2 separate regions of the Mus musculus genome follow, and region 2 is linked to region 1. The links are chromatin contacts, called in public Micro-C maps. All regions are on one chromosome and are shown on one strand. Each heading gives the region's core, a stretch centred on a gene start, on an enhancer-like site or on the middle of the called end of the contact. The rest is flanking DNA. Distances are from core to core; before and after follow the strand shown. Region 1 holds the start of Dmrta2os (a long non-coding RNA gene). Region 2 holds the start of Dmbx1 (diencephalon/mesencephalon homeobox 1).

Region 1 (7,666 bases), core at 1,758-4,257:
TCCTGAGGCAGGCTCTGGGTGCCTAGCAGATGACCGTCTGCAGTGGCAGAGACCCGACTTCCGACGCCCAAGGGTTTCTAAAAATCAATGCCAAAACGCACGGCAGGGATCGGAAAGGGAGTAAGGAGATAGTTTCGCATTTCATTTAAACGAATTTTCTTTACTCTGAAGGAGAAAAGTAGAAAGCAAAAATGAGAGTAACAGAATGTTAGCCTCAAAGGCAAAGGAAAAGTCCGAGCTGGAGGGTGACACAGTCCAAGGATTTAAACATCAGTAACAGATGGGAATAACTAGGAAGAGATACAAAATTCGAACTTGTTACCTCCTCCGCAGACCCAAGGGGGTTCTCGGGCCGTGACGTCAGCACGGGTCGAGGAAGGCCAAGTCAAAGCAGGTCCAGTGCCCTCGCCCCCTGCGGAAGTCTTGTGGGCTGATGGGTCTGACCGTCTGGCCGGTTCCTCCAGCCTCCAGAGGATCTGGGGAGTCGCAAAGGCGGCTTTTTACTTTGGCTTTAAAAAAAAAAAGTTACAAGTAAACTTTGTTAATTTCAAACAGCCACAAAAAGAATTCCACAAAAAAGGGCAGCAAGATGCAAAGAAATTCGGAAAGGCAAGGAGGGCACAGGGGGCCGAGGGAAAGGGCAGGGGCGCAGGGAGAGGAGAAGCTGCAGCGCTTGGACCCACGTTCCTCCCGGGGCTCCTAGCTTGAAAACACAAATCCTTACAAATCGCACTTACCACTCCGTGACGCCCACGGTGTCAGGACTTTGCAAACGAAGAAACTAAGCATTAAAGGTGATAGAGGGCGGGGGAAGGGAGCAAACCGGCTCTCAACTACCTCGGAGCCCGTCGGACGTGGAAGCACACGGTCACGGTCAGAAGGAAGCCAGCAAAAACCATCTTGGCAAGTCTGCGGTGAACGCCCTCCCTCCCCCACCCCGGCACCCGGGTTCCACTCCCACTTCGACAGCGGTAATTGAATTGTCACCTGCTCCTGTCCCGCCCCAGGCCTCCGGGGCCACTTGGGAAGCTAGGCCTTGCCAAGCGCCCCGGGCCAAGGGAGAGTGGCTCAGTGGAGCCGGAGCCCCAGGAGTAGAGGGGTTACACACGTCTACGCGGAGAGGCGCACCGGACACGGTAATTAGGAGCAATTCACACGCTCTCGGGCGCACGGAAACTTCTTGTCACGACATTTGCAACGCTCCTCCTCGCGCACTCCTTCCCTGGCGCCCCCTCCCATCCCGCAGGCACTCAGCAGAGCGTGCGGAGTTTCGAATCTTTCGGACACTGTAGAATGAGGGGCTCCCCGGGCGCGGGCCCGGCCAATCAGAGCGCCGACTGTCTCCCCTGGCCAATGGCAGGCGCCACATTGTTGTCCAATTCTGTCTAATGGAGCCCTGAGGAGCAACAATAGAGCGGGCGAGCGGCTCATTGAGAGCTGGCAGCGCCGGACTACCCGGCCCGGGGCGAGCGCAGCGTCCGGAGCGCACCGAGGGGACGCCGGTTGCAACCAGCCCGCCCTCGGCCAGGCCCCCGGCCCCGAGGCCCCTCCGGGGTGTTGGACTGCTGTGTTCCTAGAGGGGTCCGGAAGTTCGGACATGGTGGCTGAAGGAGGGTGACGTGGTCAGAGAAGGGGCCGGGGGCAGAGGGACGAGGCCAAGAGAGCCGAGGCGCGAGCCGAGCTGGGCGACGCGTGCTGCGCCAACAGAGGAGGAGCCCGGAGCTCGAGGCAGGTAGGGGAGGGCCGGCAGCCGAGCAGGGGAGGCGACCGGGTCGGTGGCCCCCGAGGGCGAGGCCCAGGCCCTGCCGGGCCTTGGGCATTGAGTGCTTGAGGGTCTGGGGGAAGAGGCCTCGGAGCACACGGTGCTCTGGGATTCCCAGACCCGGACCCCAGGAGCGGCTCCCGGCTCTGGCGGGGACCCGGGCTGCGTGGCGGGGAGTGGAGGCCGCGGCGGAAGCCAGGAGCAGGGCCTGCTGGGCCTTCTGCGGCTGCGGCGCAGGTGAGACTCTCGGGTCCCTTCAGGGTCAGTTTTGGAGGCGACTTCCTGGCCTCCTTTGAGGCCTGCTGGATTGTGCAAGTCCCAGAACCCTGGTCTGAGACCAACACTCTGGAACCTGCGCACAAGCGGGGTCCCAAGAGGTCCCAGGATGAGGAGGGCGTGTCTGAGGACTCAGTTCCTAAACTGGGAGGGGTGGGGGTTGGGTAAGAGGCATTGAGCAAAAGGACTCTGGCTCCTGCAAAGTCTAACTTTTCTGAAGATGTGCTTTCCTCTGACTACTCCAGACTAAAAGTCTAACCCCCAAGCCACAGGTTTCACCCTATCCCCGCCCTACCTTTTGCTGGAGATTTTTTTCCTAAGCAGCGCTGTCCCTCTCGGTGGACCTCAGTCCGGGTCGCCTTGTCAGCTGTTTCTGGACGTTTTTCTTGTTATTCAACTAATCTTTGAGCTAGGGTGGCCAGTCCAAAGAAAGTTTCTTCCGATGGCTTTTCTCTCTTCTCAGCTCTCCTACACTCAGTTCTGTGGAATAGAACTAACCCTTTAGAGGCTCAGACCACAGTATTTGCAGAATTCTTTTGGCTGTGATCCCAGGGCCATAAGCCGAACTTTGCCTCCAAGTTTTGTCTTCTAGTTCTTACCCTACTTCTAACAGGAAAAAATTCTTCAGTTCCTTTTTGCTCGAATTCCTCTGCTTCCACATTGAAAGCTACAATTAAGACCCCAGCCCAACCTGTTCACCTCCTCACCCCGCCTGCACATTTCTCTCCTCTTCACCTGTCCACCAAACGGGATCATTTTGCTCCTTTTTTTTTTTTTTTCTTGCTTTGCCTTTGACATCCGCTTGTTGGTCCCAAGTTTTCTCTGTAATCTGAGTCCCTTTCAGGCAAATATTTCTCTTTTCTCGACTCACCCCAATTAACCTAAGCTTTGGGCATAATATTTTCTTTCCAAATCCTCTTTACATTCAACTGCACCAATGACTTCCAAACGTTGTCTTGTTTTTTTCCCCTTGGCGGAACTACTGATTCAAACGAAATCTTACACGTGTAGTCAGATATAAGAGGTCAGTGGTGGGGGTGGGGGCGTACTTGTTTACAGGGAGCTTCCAGTTCGTTTCCCCAGCAGTTTGACAGCCACAAGTTTAGTTAAACTTGTACAACCAAAGTTTCCCAAAATGGGTTTCTGCAGGCCGTGCTTAAGCCTAGTGACTGTATTACCCTGACTCAGGTATCCCCACTTTCCCCACGCTAGGTCCAGCCATGGAGCTGCGCTCGGAGCTGCCCAGCGTGCCCGGTGCGGCGACAGCAGCAGCGACAGCGACGGGACCACCCGTGGCATCGGTGGCGTCGGTGGCTGCGGCGGCAGCTGCCGCAGCATCGCTACCAGTGAGCGTGGCCGGAGGCTTGCTGCGGGCGCCGCCGCTGCTGTTGAGGGCAGCGGAGAAGTACCCGCGGACCCCCAAGTGCGCGCGCTGCCGCAACCACGGAGTGGTGTCCGCGCTCAAGGGCCACAAGCGCTACTGCCGCTGGAAGGACTGCCTGTGCGCCAAGTGTACGCTCATCGCCGAGCGCCAGCGCGTCATGGCGGCTCAGGTGGCCTTGCGCAGGCAGCAGGCGCAGGAGGAGAACGAGGCGCGCGAGTTGCAATTGCTGTACGGCACTGCCGAGGGCCTGGCGCTGGCCGCCGCCAACGGCATCATCCCCCCGCGGCCTGCCTACGAAGTCTTTGGCTCGGTTTGCGCCACCGACGGCGGGGGTCCTGGAGCTGGAGCGCCCGCGGGGAGTGCAGGGGGCGCAGGGGGCGCAGGTGAGAGCACGGTCACACTGGGGGTGGGGTGGGGTCTGGAAGGAGGAGCCCAGGGGACACAGGGCTGGTGCGCGAGGCCTAGTGGCTTGTTCCTTCCCTGACAAAGTGCAGCTCCCTTCCCTAGATGCTCCAACTACTTAACTGTGGCTCTCCACCCACTCATAAACTCTCTGCCCTGCCTGCAGTTTTTATACTTTCTTCCTCGCCCTCACCCCAGGCCCCAAGGCAACACTTTAGCCTTACTCTTGTTAGGGGGCAGGTCCTTAGTTACTGCCCAACTCATTTAGCTGGGCCTTCTCCCCTGGCAGCCCGGAAGCCGCCCATCTGTTCTGCTCTGAGCTTCTTACAGGCCACCACTCTCTTTTCTTCCCAACTCTTCTGAAAAGACCCTGGCAATCCTTCTAATCCGCACTACTTCCCTAAGTACTGGAGACGCCCTCTTTCGTTTCTCAGCAAGATTCCTTTCCTCCAGTTCCTAAGGCATTTCTGACAAAACATTCTCTGCGTTCCCCTCGCTCTGGCTCCGTTTCTCTCTCAGGCACGCCGGGTTTCTCATAGTTGGCACTTTTTTTGCTCTTTCTCGGGTCCCTTTCCCTTGCTCTGTCTACTCTACTTTTTTGACTCGAAGGTGAGGGAGGCAGTTGGGCAATGGGACGGTCCCGGCTCTCAGACTCTTTGGAAGAAGGACATTTCTTAGGAGTTTTGAAAAATGTGGTCAAGAAATAGGATGTAATTTATTTTGTCTGTAGAGAGGCTAAGGACCTAGTCCCCTAAGGATCCCTCTCTCCAGGTTGAAGTGCCTAAGGCTCTGGCAACCTGAGTGAGTAGTGTCTTCCACATACTCTGAGGTATAGGTAGAAGTTCTGTTTGCTCGGATTGGAATCTTGACAAAGCCACTTCTCTAGGGCGGGGTGAGATGGGAAGGGAGTGGAGGTGTTAGGGCACAAGTGTAGGAAGAGCTTACTGAACATCAAGTTTTCAGGGTGTCAGGTCGGGGTGGGGGTGTCTGGGCACAGAAGAAGCGTGAGCCTAGGAGGAGGGGGAGAGCTGTAGGATCTTTGGGAAGAGGTAAAAATAAAACCAGAGCCCTGTCAAGAATAGTTGGGAGGTGGAGAGGAACAAGAGGAAACTGGCATTCAAAAGGGTCCAGTGTTCTTAACCTCTCCTCACATCTCCGTCTTTTCCCTCCTCTCAGAGGCCAAATTGCAGAAGTTTGATCTGTTTCCCAAGACGCTGCTTCAGGCCGGCCGCCCCGACAGTCCGCAGCCGCCGCCAGGGAAGCCCTTGTCGCCCGACGGCGCGGACTCAGGTCCCCGGACCTCGTCCCCGGAGGTGCGGCCCGGCTCAGGCTCGGAGAACGGAGACGGCGAGTCCTTTTCCGGGTCGCCTCTGGCCCGGGCCTCCAAGGAGGCGGGTGGCAGCTGTCCTGGGAGCGCGGGCGCCGGCGGTGGCGGCGAGGAGGACAGCCCCGGCTCCTCCAGCCCCCTGGGTTCCGAATCGGGTTCGGAGGCTGACAAAGAAGAAGCCGAGGCCGCACCGACTCCGGGGCTGGGCGGCGGGCCGGGGCCGCGGCAGCGGACGCCGCTGGACATCTTGACGCGCGTCTTCCCGGGCCACCGGAGAGGCGTCCTGGAGCTGGTGCTGCAGGGCTGTGGCGGCGACGTGGTGCAGGCCATCGAGCAGGTGCTCAACCACCACCGCGGAGGCCTGGCGGCTGGCCTGGGCCCCGCCGCACCGCTGGAGAAGGCCGCGGTGAGCGCGGCGGTGGAGGACGCGTGGCCCGGGCGCGTGGAGGCCGCAGCCGCCGGGGGAGCCGGGTTGCCCGCTCCGCTGCAGACCGGGCCCACCGCGCCCCCGCACCACAGACCCTTGCTGGCCGGGGCCATGACGCCCGGCGCGCTGGGCTCGCTCAGCAGCCGCTCCGCCTTCTCGCCACTGCAGCCCAATGCCAGCCACTTCGGCGCCGACGCGGGCGCCTACCCTCTGGGTGCGCCGCTCGGCCTGAGCCCCCTGCGCCTGGCCTACTCGGCGGCGGCGGCCCACAGCCGCGGCCTGGCCTTCATGGCGCCCTACTCCACGGCCGGCCTGGTGCCCACACTCGGTTTTCGGCCGCCCATGGACTACGCCTTCAGCGACCTCATGCGCGACCGCTCGGCCGCTGCCGCCGCTGCGGTGCACAAGGAGCCCGGCTACGGGGGCGGGCTGTACGGGCCCATGGTCAACGGCACCCCTGAGAAGCAGTAGGGTATGGGGCCAGGCAGCCCGGCCACCCCGAAACAGCGACCTAGCCTGCTCCCCCAGCTGCAGGCCCCTCCTCGCCCTGCCCTGCGCCCTCCGCTCACAGTTGGCTTTAGGGACTTGCTTGGGTGGGTGGGTGGGAGCACCTCGGCTGACCGCGCAGGTGTCCCCAGAGGAGCCCTGTGGTCTGGGTGCTCGCCCCGCTTCGGGTCACCTTCCCCCGGGCCTGCCCGCCTTGTTGTCAAGAGGCTGGGGATCCCTAAGAACCCCGAGGGCGACTGCGGCCTCGCCCACCCCTGCTGCTCCCTCTGCTCCGCTCGCCTCCTCAACACGCGCTCAGGTGGATGGCAGGATGGACCAGCCTCTTGTGTGTCCTCCAATACCCGTTCCCCTTTCGTTTTTAAAAAATCCGCTCTAACAAATATAAATTTAGGATGTATACATCTCTTGGCACTGACTCGAGTCTTTGGGACACATATATATCAGTATCAACTGTAAAAAAAAAAAAAAAAAAGAGACGTCCTAAGGTGCACTTTCCTCGTTGCGGTATTTGTCGCTCTCTTTGTTGCTTATGCCGATAAGCATGGGTTTCCTTGGTGCAGTGTGAGTTTTTATATATGTATAAATCTATATATAATCTATACATATATATACAAGCCAGTGTATAATGTTATAAAATGGAATTCTAAGTTATTAATTGTAATCTGTAGGTGACCTCGGTATTAACGTGGAAAACATTCAAAAATCAAAGCAAAAAAAGGACAAAATGGAAAAAAATTAGACTATTCGCACATTGTACGTATCGGGTTTTATAGCTGAAATCTACTGTATTCTGGGGAGGTACCCTGCCGACCCCTGGTCCCCCGGCCTGCGGCTGTTCTCCAAAGCGGTCCAGGCTGCGCTGAAGCACGAATAGAGCGTCGGGTGAGTGAGCCAGAAGCTCCCGGACTCGCCAGCGAGCGACGCTGCGCACAGCTGCTCACTTTGTGCTTTCCTTTGCATAGGTATGAGCTAGAAATAAATGTTATTTTCTAAATAAAGTAACGCTCGAATCCCGTTCCGCTCCTCGGGCGGCTGGGAGGAAAAGCTTTAATTTCCCACTGGGGCCGCGGTGGCCCGAAGTCACGGATCGCGCCTGTGCCCCGACCCTGAAGGAACCCAGACAGGAAGCTGCGGGGTGGCGCCTGGGACCGCGCAGTGGGGGGCGCGGCTGGGAACCTGCTGTTGAGGTGACGTGAGGGCGTGGTGAGCGTCGCCTGGCCTGGCGCAGGTTCCTGCACCGCAGGCCGGGCCCCGGGCTCTTCCCCCGAGCAGATGACCTAGCTGCGGTCCTGGACGCACATCTCACTCTTGGCTTCTTGAGAATTTCTGGGGTCCAGGGCGCTGGGCAGGGCGGCTGGGAGACGACCAGCGACACTTCTTTTGCCAGGACCTGCGTCCTGAGAGTTATTCGGTGTCGTAGAATGCCGCCTTCACCAGATGCAGTGCACTGAGAGTGGCGGGGAGGACGCCCCTTCGGGCCAGGCCACTGCGCACCTCTCGCGAATTAGCTGCCCCTCTGCCGACCCCCATCTCCGACCTCAAATCCCTCCCTCCCGCTCTCCGCAGGGCCACTCCTCCACT
Region 2 (7,666 bases), core at 1,888-4,387, 6.0 Mb after region 1:
GGCCTTGATTAGATATTTATTGCTGTCATTTACATGGGCACCGCGGGGCGGCCGAGCGGGACGTGGGGAAGGGACTGAGCCAGGGAGGAGGGGGTGTGGAATGGGAACTCGGGCAAGGCGGAGAGTGCCTCCTCCAGGACTATGGCTGGGTAGAAGGGTAGGGTGCCTCTGCCAGGCTCCGGAGAAAGACAGAAATGGAGGGCGGACAAAAAGTTAGGCTCCGATGCCCTTGGGCTGTCAAGGTGAGGTCCCAAGTCCGGGCTGTCTCTCTGTGCCCAGTCGCCCCACGGGTTATCTGCGAGTGTCGGTGAAGGCTTAACCTGGGAGTGTGTGACTGTGTCTACCAGGGGATACTGAGAATTTGTGTCTAGATCTTTCTGCCTGTGTGACTTCAGTGTGCCAGGTCACTATAAGCCAGGAGTTCCACTCGGTGTGGCAGTCAATGTAGACTAACCCCTTTCTAATACAGGGAAGTGGGGGGGGGAGCACTACGTTATTTGGGGAGTGGGATTGCTGCAGCAACTGGATCTAGTTTTCCTCTTGCTTTCAAAGTCTGCTAGGAGCCCCAGCAATCCTTCCGGATCTGTGGATCTGTCGCTCCCCAACATCCCAGGCACCAAAATATCCTCAGCCAAAGCCAGGGCCCAGTACTCATTTCAGATCTAGCATGCCAGCCAGAGGTTCGGTGGAAACCCCCCTCCCAGCTCAGTCTCTGTGTGTTCAGACCACAAGCCTAACTCCAGTTACCTATTTTAAGCAGTGAATTTTGCTACCATGTGGAATCATAGTAACTTGAAAATAACAGAGAGGATTATCAAGGGGTCCCACAAGCACTCACCCGTAGCCCAGGAAACTGACCCCTGAGCCAACAGAGCCATCCTAAAGCTCACTTTCATTTGGCCTTCGCCTGGGACGGGTTTCCAATTCTTCGAACCTTTGCCCTTCAGTTCCACTTTCGACTGTGCAACCAAGTTCCTGCGTCCTTGCAGGAGTCTGTGCCCCTGAGGCCTGACGGGATGAGGTAAGGTGACCATCCCGTCCTGAGTTGCGGTGCTTTGCTTCTTATCCAAAGACTCCAACGTAGAGGAGAGAAATTGGAGCAAATTATCTGGATAATTTGCTCTCACTAGGCAGCAAATTTTACTTTTTCCCCCCTGACCACCCACCCACATACATAAGCACAGCTGGTTAGGGAAGAAGGGTAATAGAAACTTATCTTTAGGGGAGAGTGCCTTCCCCCTTCTAAAACCTAGATATGCAAGAAAATGAAGCGCGGATTCAAAAAATAAATAAAAAGAAAAAGAAAAGGAAAGAAAACTGAAAACAGAGCTCACTGCAACCCACTTAAAACGGATAGGCCACAGAATTTCCTTGGCCAGCGCCCTATAGAGAGAGCCAACCCGCCTGCGACGCACAGGATCCCTGGCACGGCACAAAAGAAGAAAATGACACGTCTCCCACTCCCACCTTCGCGAGGACAGACCGGGAGATTCTACAATTTCCACAACTACGCCTGCAACCTCAGTGGTGCGAAAACAGCCTGTTTGCCCCAAGGCCTATCCAGTAAGTAAAGCCCTCAGCTCTCTGCGACGTCCCCAAACCCAAGTTGCCTACAGAAAACCAGTACTAGTCCAGAAGACCCCTGGCCTCCCGTCCGTCCGCTTTTTTCTAAAACGAAAAAGTCCTTCTACCGCCCCAGGCAGAACCCTCGCTGAGGCTACACTAGAGGCCCCGCGGATTCCCAGCTTTGGAATGTTCCCAAAAAGGGAAAGGCGAAAGGCCCGGCCTCTAGATACAATTCTCCCAGAGCCTAGCCTTGGTTTCTCCGACAAGTCACTACACAACTGCACCACCGAGAGCCCTCAGCCCCCTACCAGGATTTGGTCCCCAGATTGATAGGAATTTGAGGAAGAAGATGTTTTCCCCCTAAGTGCTCTAAAGGCACCGCCCGGGCCTTGGAGGCCCCTGATCAGGGTCTGGGAACTTAAGAAACTTCAGCCAAGATCCAGAAAGGTCCATTAGAGGCCCTAGCTTGTCGCCGTCCAAGATGGGTTATGGCCACCGGAATGAGAGGCCCAGAGAGGAGAGACCCTGGCAGAGCCCTTCATTTTTTGATCCCTGCCTCCCAAACGCCGCCCCAGCCTGAATTCCCTGCTGGAGTTCGCCCGCTCCACGCCAGCTCCACGCCAAAACAGGCCGTGGGAGGCCAAACGAATTCCAGAGAACTAAGGCCGTTGCGGACCAAAAACCCACCTGAAAGATCCTAACCTGAGGTCGTGTCTACGAGGGCAGAGGCAGGCTAAGCGCCAAACCACCCCGGCCAAATAATTCGTGTAAAGTCGCAATCCCAGGAGACAAGGAGCCCTAGGTAGCCAGAAAGGATGAATTCTGAGCTAAATCCCAGTATTGCGGGGTACTCGGGAATAGGGACGCTGGGAGGTGTAGGTGGCCCTGCGGGATCCCGGGCAAGGAACCTGGGCGGAGGACCGCGCCCCCTCTCCAGCCTGGGCCGCGGGCTGCGTGACGCCTCGGGGCGCATCTGCTCTGCATTACCCTGACTACCCACCCCCCACCCGCCGCCCCCTTCCAAACTGAAAAAGGATTTGTCTCCGCTTAATATCCAAACCTTTTTTGTATTTATTTTTTTTCAGGGGCGAAGTAATATCTTCCAAATGAGGCAAAACCGTGACGGATCCGAAGCGTTCTCTGCGGGTGCCTGCGTCTCGCCGGCCGAGGCTTCCGTCTCCGCCTCAGCGCTTTTCTACCCACGACTTGCCCTCCTTTCTGCCTCGGAATTTCTAGTTCTTTCCTTCTGTCGCCCTGGCTTCGTGTCCGACCCTGGGGATCGCTCCGCTCCCTCTTTCTCCCCATGGAGCTCCCTCCTCCTGCCTCGGATCTCGTCTCCCCTAAGGCTTAAGTGTCTGTCGCCTTCCAAGTCTCTCACCCTCTTCAAACTTTCCGATCCGCCCACCGACTCCCAGACTACAGGACCGCAAACGAGGAGAAGGTCCCCGGAGCTGACCGCCCGAGCCCTCCCAGTCCCGCCGGGTCCCAGGCCGCTCCTGGCTGCACCCCGCCAGCCCCGCCCGCTCGCACCTGGTCTCCTTGGCCCGCGCCGCCGCTGCCGCTGCCATCTACGCGCGTCCGGGCTGGAGCTGGAGTTTTAAACCGCGTTTCCCGGGCGCAAGGCGCGGGGCCGCGCGCTCCCTACTGGCCCCTGTGGCTGCCAATCACACGCCACTCTCGCCCCGGCCCCGCCCAGCCCCTCTGGAACATCTACGCAGCTCAAGGCCTAGGCAGCCCGGGTCAAACCTTTAGAGGAACTAGGGACCCCGGCAGCGTCCATCATTTCCCCGAGAATATCGTTCCGTCATTGCTGGCTCTGGATCTTGGGCGGTAAAGCCGCAGGTCAATCCCTACGGAGTTGAGGAGTACTGAGAAACCTTCACCTAGGTCTACCTGGTCTCCCTTGACCTTGGGGTGCTCTGCGATGGCTTAAGGAGGGCTTTGTCTCCCTCCCCAGCTGTCACAACAAGGTTGAACTGGGCAACTGCATGCTTAAGCAACCGCAAGCGCAAGCGCGCGCGCACACACACACACACACACACACACACACAAACACTTCTGGTACCACAACACCCGCACGAACACAACCTGCACTCAGTACTCACCACCCAAGCTCAACCCATACAGGGTGGAACTTCCGACAGCAGGATGCTCTTGGAGAGAGTTGGGAGGCTGAGTCTGCCGAACTCACTTCTTCGTGCACATACAACACACATGCACCTGTCTCTGTCTCCGCGGGAGAGGGAGAGAGAAAGAGAAAGAGAGAGAGAGAGAGAGAGAGAGAGAGAGAGAGAGAGAGAGAGAGAGAGCAATGATTCACAAAGCGGAAAAATCCCTGGATAGGGTTTGAGGTTCTTGTCAGCCTCCTTCTCCTTCCAGGTGCAACTGATTCATAGGAAGAGGTCGTTATGCAGGAGGCTGTGGAACCAGAGAAGGCCTTGTGTGTCTGAGGTGTGTGCCAAGGGGTCAGGTGTCCCCGTTAATGTGGGAACCTTGTAGTGCAAGATTGGCTACTGTGGCCATGACTCTGTGGAAGCCTGGAAGGCTGTGTCTATACGACAGTGGTACCTGGAGAGAAGGGTGTGTGTTCTATGCTTGTGTGGTCAGTACTCTGTGCAAGGTGTCTTTGGCCTCAGTGGCTGGGACTAGAATGTGTTGTGTCTTTGTTACTGGTGCTCATGTAACCACAGTCCATGTGTAACTGTGGGATTTTCTTTGTGTGTTGGTAAAGAAGCCTTGTGTGATTTTTTCGGGTCAAGTGTAATCCAGGTGTCTGGACAGACAGGCAGCTGGATCCTAGTTCTGACATTGCTCAGGTCTACAAGCAAACTCTCTGGCCTAGCTCTGAGGAAGTGGGCTGTTTATTTTCTTGGGGGTTAAGGCATGGCGGAGGTTGCCATACTTAACAGTAGATTTTTAAATCCCAGGCTGAGTTGAGAGGGCCAGAAATGTTGGCCTTGGTGGAACAGAGGGAGCCACCAGCAGATTTAGAGGTTGGACCGATCTTCAACCCAGAGTTAGAGGCAGGGCGCCTGAGGGGAGGGGGAGGAGGCTCCAAAGAAAGGGAGGGGGGGCATAAGAGGATTAGGCTGCTTAGACCCTTCTCTCCCACCAGGATCCCCCACCCCCCACCTCAATGCTCCAGAAAAGATTTCTTCTGCCAAAGCAAAACCGTTTAGGCTCGATTTAAAGGGACAAAAAAAGCGGAGGCGGGGGCTTTAAATAACCTTTTAATTTCTCTTCAGGGATCTCGGACTAGTGCAGAAGGGGAGAGGAGAGAAGGAGAGGGAGGGGAGTGAAGGCCTGCCTCTTTGGCTTAGGTAATCAAGATTGCCACTGTACCTCCACCCACCTGCCCTTCACACACACACACACACACACACACACACACACACACACACACGCACATAGATCATCCTGAAGAAAACCATAGAGCTTTGCACACACATATATACTTATTCTGTCACACAACTCTGGGCACAAGTGCATACTACTTGATTAGGCCAGAAATAGTACTTCCCCTCCCCCATCCAATGAGAAACCTTGTTCTAGTGAGGCAAGTGTCTTCTGTCTTTATTCAGTGACCCAGCTATACTCACCCTGCCCTAGCTCCCCTCCTTGGACAGAACAGGGGACCACTGGGCAAGCTGAAGGGTAATGGCTCTGTGCTGAGGAGGACAAAGTGGTTGAGGATACCACAGATTCCGTGCTGCAGGCTGCAAGTGATGAGCATAGGACCCAACCAGGCACCTGCTTCTGGAAGGATCTGTTTGCCACAAACTCCAATTCCCCTTCCTATTCTTCTTACCCCAGGCTGCCAAGACCTCCATCCGTTCAGTCATCCCAGGTCTGTGTTAGTCAGGGTTCTCTAGAGTCACAGGACTTATGGGTAGTCTCTATATAGTAAAGGAATTTGTTGGTGACTTACAGTCTGCAGTCCAACTCCCAACAATGGTCAGCAACAGCTGTGAAGGGAAGTCCAAGGATCTAGCAGTTGCTCAGTCCCACAAGGCAATCAGTGGATGAAAAGAGAGTCAATCTTCCTTCTTCCAGTGTCCTTATGCAGGCCTCCAGCAGAAGGTGTAACCCAGATTAAATGTGTGTGCCACCACGCCTTTAATCCCAGGTGACCTTGAATTTAGAGATCTCCCGGTCTTAATCTTCTGGAATTCATAGCCACTATGCCCCAAGATCTCCATGCCAAGATCCAGGTCAGAAACTTGTATCTCCCAGTCTCCAGATTAAGATCACTGGTGAACCTTCCAATTCTGGGCTGTAGTTCATTCCAGATAGAGTCAAGTTGACAACCAGGAACAGGAATAGCCACTACAGTGGCTAAGTAGCCAGTATCATTCTCATTAAACAAGCTAAGCCTCATGCAACTCAAAATTCCAGACACCTGGAGAAGCCCACAGTGCCAGGCTAGACTTACCTTCAAAGGGCTTTCATACAAGGGGAGACCAAGGACAGAGGGAGCTGCTGTCACTCCATCACATTCCCACCCTCCACCCTGGTTTCCACAGACATTGTAGCCCAGGTCCTGGCTCCTGAGTTTATTGTGGATTGGGAAGAGGAGATACAAAATTCCAGATGAGCTCAACTGCTCAGATAGAAACTCAGGGAAAGAGAGTAAGGCTGGGGAAGGGGGCTGCGCCTTTTAGGGAGACCTGGAGTAGTGAGAAACTTGGCAAGCCACAATGTGGGGGGTCCTGCTGGGTTAACAAAGGCACTTCAAAAATGTCACTGTCTAGACAGAAACTGAGGAATAAAAATGGCTCAGGACCTTCCTCCCAAGTCTGCTCCTCTTAGCCTCCTCACCCACCCACCCACCTGCCCCAGGCTGTGGCTGAGACACCTTCAAAGAGCTTAAGAGAAAGGAATGCCGGGAAAAACTAGGACCCACCCCCAACAAAGTGACCTGGCTTCAGGGGTCGGGTGGGGAGGAGACAGTAGGTGTTGCATTGCTTATGTGTTTGCTCAATTCTTTAACCTGTTGTATATTATGAATATATACCCATTTATACACAAAGTGTGTTTCGATATATACATATGTGAACATGTAGGTTCTGCTTAAGTATACATGTATGTATGGGGGATGTTTCTAAATTAAACCAAGAAGGGGTGGTCAAGGAATGAGACCATTCAGGAACTGGGAGAAGTGAGTCCCTACAGGTTTCCAAGGACTCCAGGGATACTAGGTGTCTTTGTTGAAGTAAATTGAGGGGCCCAAGTCCCCCTAAACTCTTATCTGCGATCTCTGGGCTCCTGGATGTAGAGTAGCAACGACAACCTCAAAAACCCGCTCCCCCCACAGGCCATCCGAACACACACACACACACACACACACACACACACACACACACACACTGAAAGAGAACTGCAGCTCAGACCTCCTCCCATCCCATCTGCTCACTACATCGGGGGTTTGGAGTAGTTGGGAGTAGTTCGTGGGATGTAGCTAGTTAGCAAAGGTTACCCTAAAAAGCCTAACACAGGGCTACAACGGAGGCAGACTCGCACGGCTGACTGGAGGTTCTATCCCACTGGGGGGGGGGTGCATTCAAAGGAATCCAGGAGCATCCAGAGGAGTCAGAATTCTGGAGGCTGGGGTCCAGGTTCAGGGTGTGCAAGCGAGCGCGAGCAGCCTCTCTGTATCTCGGGCTCGCTCCCGCCCCTACGGCCCCGCGCTCCCCAGGGCAGTGGCTAGGTGGTGGGCGGCTTAGAGCTAATTCGGGAGTTAATGGCGGTGGCCGGGCCCCCTGCGGCCCCCCTCCACAGCCCACCCCAACCCCCGGGCCCGGCCGCGGGCCGCCCGCATCTGCGCCATCCACGGCGATTCATCATCTTGATCCATGGCGCGCGCTGACGGCGGCCCTGGCCGCGCTGACAAGACTAACAAAGCAATTTGCCACGAGCCATCTCCTGGACAGGTTATTAGCGCGGCCGCCGCTTAAACAGGCCTCCCTACCCCTTCACCCCCACTTCCCAATCCCAGCGCGGGGCAGCTACCTGCTCTGTCCCCTCCCTTCGACAAGCCACTGCCCCTGGTGCTAAAGATTCTCCTGTGTCCTCCAGGCTTTTCCATCCCAAATAACCCCCT

The links. A called contact is a pair of places that touch in the nucleus more often than the background predicts.
Region 2: a contact with region 1 is called in a Micro-C map of embryonic stem cells, with 20 times the contacts expected there. The contact joins the promoter of Dmbx1 here to the promoter of Dmrta2os in region 1. A contact is called at or near these places in 3 of 39 promoter capture datasets (cranial neural crest, embryonic stem cells and maxillary cranial neural crest) and 12 of 484 Hi-C or Micro-C datasets (cortical neurons, embryonic stem cells, epiblasts and 3 more).

What each region holds. Positions count from the first base shown.
Region 1 is chr4:109,976,605-109,984,270 of GRCm38.p6, forward strand. Dmrta2os (a long non-coding RNA gene) reads right to left here and starts at 3,008. Exons shown (of 4, transcript XR_868017.3): 1 at 2,334-3,008; 2 at 738-2,182; 3 at 323-509; 4 at 1-165. It overlaps Dmrta2 (doublesex and mab-3 related transcription factor like family A2), which reads left to right and starts at 1,421. Exons shown (of 3, transcript NM_172296.2): 1 at 1,421-1,732; 2 at 3,251-3,805; 3 at 5,001-7,080. The coding sequence starts at 3,259. The coding sequence ends at 6,049.
Region 2 is chr4:115,936,789-115,944,454 of GRCm38.p6, forward strand. Dmbx1 (diencephalon/mesencephalon homeobox 1) reads right to left here and starts at 3,138. Exons shown (of 5, transcript NM_001025567.1): 1 at 3,097-3,138.